Regions from separate parts of the Gossypium arboreum genome. Here region 1 is linked to region 2. A link is a contact called in public Hi-C data. All regions are on one chromosome and are shown on one strand. The core of a region is the stretch at or near the end of the contact, and the rest is flanking DNA. Distances in the headings are between cores, read along the strand shown.

Region 1 (2,700 bases), core at 52-2,551, 38 kb after region 2:
TAGTTGCCTCGACAATGAATGTAACACTTGTCCTCTTCATCCATTGCTTCCACCTAATTAGTCTTCCTCCTTTGTAGCCCGATTGATTTCATTTGCACATTGAACTTGAAAAAAAGAATTTGGATAACCAACTGTTTAGGTTCATTATGGACGTAAAATTAAAAAAAAAATTCTTATTTTTTTACTTTTTTAAATAATGCAATATATATATATATTATTTTTAAGACACGTTTCAATATTCTATTGTCTTCCAACCCAAAATCTAATAGTGTTATTCAAGTGCTAATAAAATGTAGCAACTTGGCTTACGGTTTCCAAGTTTAGTTGCCAATTATGTCAAAAAAAAAAATTAGGTACCAAATAGTTACAAATTGCTGAGTTCAGGAGTCACTGTAATTATTAACTTACTTTTAAAATATATTTTACTTAGTTGTCTTTTATTCATGTGCACCATATATATATTAGGTTAAATTCCGCGATTTGTTTATGTACTTTGTGAAAGTTATAAATTTAGTTTCTATACTTAATTTGATTAATTATAGTTTTTGTGCTTTTCGAATTGGTAACTTTTAATTCTTATACTTTTTGAATTTTGATTTTTAATCTGACTCAAACAATAACATCAAATTTCATTTGGTTAAATTAAATTACTAATTTTGTAGTATGCTTACAATTATAGATTTGCTCAATATTCTCCAATTGGATCATTCCAATTTCCTATACTTTTCAAAATTTGAAATTTCAGTTTTTATGAAAATGACAATCGTTAATCTATTAACTGGATTTTAGTGAATAATATGTGAAAATAATTAGCTGACATGACATTATATATATGGTAATATGTTTGTCGCCAGTGGCATAACTAGGGGCTGATAAGGCCCCTGACCCCCCTGAAATAAAAAATTTTCATTTAGGTCCTTTAAAATTTTTAAAATAGTACATGTAAAATTGTACTTTGGCATCTCTAAAAATGATACAATTTTAATTTGATCATTTAAAATTATAAAAATATAGGCTATTAAAATAGTAAAATTAAATTTTTAGTATCGTAAAAATTATAATTTAATTTCACCATTTAAAAGATATTTTTGGTTTTGCCCTATTTATCGCATCAATTTTAAAATTAATAAAATATAACTTAATAAATTTAAGGTGTGAATTTTAAATTTAAAAATATAAAATTAAAATAACTAAATTAAAATATAAAAATTAAATCCATAACTAAATATGCATATATATATATATATATTAATAGCAGAATTTAACCTATATTTTGAGTAAGAAACTAACAGTATATTTTGATCTGAAAGAAATCTAAGAAGCCCGAGCGTGAGTCAGCATAGAGTTAATTCTAGTATAAAACAAAAAGCAAACGCAATTTTACCAACCAAAGAAAGAATCTAAAACCTTTGGAGCTTACCGTGAATGCCCCCCTCTTACTCTCCGCATTTCCTTCCTTTCTCTTCACAATTTCTCACCCACACCATAAAACCCTCACTCTTTTCTCCGACGATGAAGGATCGGCCTCCGTCCTTGTACGGCGCCGTCTACGTCCCTCCCCACCACCGTCTCATCTCATCTCCTAACAACCAAAATGCTACCAAGAACTCCTCCGCCCCCGCGATTCTCTCCAAGCTTCGCGACCACCAAAACACACCCATTTTGAACGCTAAGGGCACTGCTTCTCCTCCTTCTTTGCCACACTTACAACAGCAACAGCAACAGCAACAGCAAGGGACTTATAATAACAATAATGGTAGTAAAAGCAGTAATAATCAAAATGCACAGTATAATTCGGCTTACTGTCTGGGGATTTCCGAGAATGTCTCTGATCGCCAGCTGGATTTGTCTTTGCAATCGGTTAGTTCTCTTCATACTTAACATATTTCCATTCGGCAATTTTTCCTGTAAAATGAAGTTCTTGTGTTTGATTGTTTATTGGCGGAAATTAAATTCTTGTTTTTTGGCGTCGGGTTAGGCTAATTTAATTCTTTGTTTTAAAAGATATCACACTTTATGTGGTTCGTTTCTCATATTCATAGCAATGAAGGTTTCCGATTTCTGGTAATGAGAAAACAAGTTGAAAATATTTCCTGGCTTTAGAAGTAAAGTAAGTGGAATTGGGATATGATTTCCGTAGGTCAGAACTGCATGCCTTTCTGAAAGTTCTTGAGGCATTGCATTGCTTCTGGGCCTTTGACTTGGGATCAATAAGAAAAAGTAACCATTTAAGCCGTCCTTTTAATATTTCAAATGGTGAACATTTGATGGAGCTAAAAAAAGTAAAATGAGTGGCGAGCACTTTCAGTTTGGAGTTATATATGATTAATTGAAAATATTGTTGCTGAGGATTACTAATTTGCTTGTTCTGAATAGCTTATCTGGATACCTTTTTGGACTGAAATGTCCTCAGATTATGGCTTTGACCTATGTGCAACCATGCATGAGGATAAAATTTAAGATTATAACCAAGTGAATTTCACTCTAAATATCACTCCTAATAAACTCAAGACTAATACTATGCTAAAGCCCATCGTGTGTGGCTTGGTCACATTAACATTATGTTTGGATTGAGAAGATAGGCATGAAAGGGAAGTGGGGAAAGGGGGGACACTTTGTTTCCCTCTTGTTTGGATAACTTTTAGAGTAGAGTAAGCTTAAGCCAGGAATTACCTATATCATCCTTTTCCCTAACAAATG
Region 2 (2,700 bases), core at 51-2,550:
TTCAACCTATTCTGTTTCTTTGTTTCTTTTTCATTTGTTTTACATATATATATATATATATATATATATAAAATAATATAATATATATAATGTAATAATATAATAATATAAATTAATATATTACTTATTTTTAAGTTAATTTAATATATATTTTTATTAAAATATCTTTGATATTTTTATTGTAAACCGCCTCAACATTTAAAAAATAGCATAATTACCTATTTGGTCCTTTTAACTTTTTAGTTTATAATTAAACTTTTACCCTTTAGGCAATTTAGCCCTTTTTCATAATTATTTCTAATTAAGTCAAATTCACCTAATCAAAATCTAATTAACTACACAATTAGTTTCGTAAATATTTATTAAAAATATTTATGAATCCGATTTACCTGAACGGAGTCCTGAAAATATACTTTTTTTTATTTATTATTTGGCCCTTTTTAATCAATTAACTACAAAACCAATAAAATTTTCTTATCAAAATTTTCATGCCTCCTTTCTATCATAATATAGACCATGCCATAATATTAAAATAAAATTTTCTTTTTAGCTCAGATTTGTGGTTACAAAACCATTGTTCCGATTTCATTGAAATTGGGTCGTTACACACTCTCTCTCTCTCTTGGGTGGGGTGGACTAATGTTTTATTTGAAAATGTGCTATTTTCTATTTTTGCATGTACTATTAATCTACAAGAACTATTGAGCCGACAACTACTGTTCTAATATGTAGGAGAACACAACTTGACATGCAAGATTGTGGTCAATGGGTTAAGAGCAGGATGGAAGACAGGGGAGCCAAACCTTGTGAATTTTCTAAAACAGCTCATTCTCACAAACCCTCTGATTCAGTTCAAACACTACTTTTTCTGGTAAATAATATGGTGATATTTTGATGCTTTTCCTTCTTTGAGTTGCTAAAAGTATCTCCATTAATGGTTCTATCTTTTAGATTTAACAAACTCACCATATATGTTTGTATATTTATGCCACTTATCACTATCATGATTAGGTATCTCGATATTATTGTCACAGTCGTTACAAAACACTATCCTTCATTTTTTATCTTATTTTATCTCAATTAATTGTTGGTTAGCGAATGCATTCTTTTTTTTTATTTAGATTTGCAACTAGAATAATCATGACTTTTGCAATTTGTTTTTGCTCGATTTCCTTTTTAATTATTAATTTTTTCTCACCTTGTGTAGGTTCTCTCCGTAATCCTCAGACTGTATCTTTCTTGGTACTGCTAGATCTTCTTTAAAAGGGTAAAAAGTTTTTTATTTAGCTTGCCCCACTCAGTTTTGATGATGTTATAGTGTCTGGCATGTGATAGGATTATTCCAGTTCAAGAAAAGCACTTTTCAGGAGTTTTGGAGAAATCACCTCGAATAACAAAGCTTTTGAAGCTTTCAAGTTAATAATCTGTAAAACTAATGAATGGAGGGCTTTAAACAAAGCTACAATTGTTGGGGCTTGGGTTACTGGGCTTTAGCTTGAATTCAGTACAGATTTTGAAGTGTGTTGTATTTGATTTTTGTTCTTATTCCGCTCCACGAATATCCCTATCATGTGTCGGCTGAGTATAAGCTATTCAAGGGATATCCCCTTCATATCACATCCCGGTTCAGAATTTTCACTGCCCAATTCAGTTGTTTTAGTGTTCCGTTAAAATTTTTTGGTGTCTGGACCCGGCTACCTGTCACACTTATTTCAGGCAGGGATATTCTAATGACCCAAAATCCGTGGGCACTAGAACAGTATATTATCGGACCTTCGACGTAGTGAACCGGGTTTAAAAATAATTATTAGAAATATTTATGGGTTTAGTGGTGTGTCTAATTAGGTGAATTTAGCTTAATTTAGAGTAATTAGAAAAAAAGACTAAATTGAATAAGAGGTAAAAGTTTAAATCTAAAGCAATAGAAAGTAAAAAGGACCAAAATGGCAAAAATGCCATTAAGTAATGGTTGAGGCGGCATAAATGTATTAAAATCTAAGATTTTATTTAGATTATATATATATATATTATATAATTGATTAGTATAATTATTAATTGTTATGGTTTTATATTATTATTAGTATTATTATTAAATAAATTAAATAGTAGAGAATTGTATGGTAATAAAAATATTGGTACATTTGTAATTTAAATACTTAAATTACTTATAATTTAAGTATAAAGATATTTTTAATTAAATAATTAAATTATGATATTTTATACAATAAACAAATTGAATAATGACAATTGTAATAAAAACATTAGTACATTTGTAATAAATAGATACATGTGCACTTGTTATAAAATAATTTGTTTATTTAATATTAAAGTAATAGATAATTAGATCAAATTATATTATTGATAATTAAATAATTAAATTATTATATTTTTGTGTAAAAATAAAAATAAACGATGGCAAGTGTATGGTATTGGTGGTGTACATTTGTATGTATTTGATTAAATACTTAATAGATATTTAAAATAAATATATTATAATATATGCTAATTAAATAAATAAAGTAAATAAAGTAAATAAAAGATAAAAGAAAAAGAAACAAACAGAATAGAAACAGAAAGCATTCGAAAACAGGGGAGAAAAAGAGAAATAAAAAGGGAAAGAAAAGAAAAAGGAAAAACTAGAGACTTGAAGTTTAAAGCTTTGATTGCTAATATCGAGCCTGAAGCATCGACCCAAAAAAG

The links. Hi-C and Micro-C count contacts between places; a contact is called where the count stands out from the background.
Region 1: a contact with region 2 is called in a Hi-C map of leaf, with 2.4 times the contacts expected there. The contact joins the promoter of LOC108456824 here to the enhancer-like site in region 2. A contact is called at or near these places in 2 of 5 Hi-C or Micro-C datasets (both in leaf).

What each region holds. Positions count from the first base shown.
Region 1 is chr3:9,956,019-9,958,718 of ASM2569848v2, forward strand. It overlaps LOC108456824 (DExH-box ATP-dependent RNA helicase DExH5, mitochondrial), which reads left to right and starts at 1,302. Exons shown (of 19, transcript XM_017755515.2): 1 at 1,302-1,860. The coding sequence starts at 1,426.
Region 2 is chr3:9,918,116-9,920,815 of ASM2569848v2, forward strand. No RefSeq gene overlaps it. Among protein-coding and RNA genes, the nearest start is that of LOC108455128, 4.2 kb to the left of the region's middle. Within about 2 kb of position 1,301, at least 2 of the 2 cell types and tissues checked have an H3K27ac peak or open chromatin away from gene starts, as enhancers often do. A contact at or near this core is called in leaf, where this site is marked.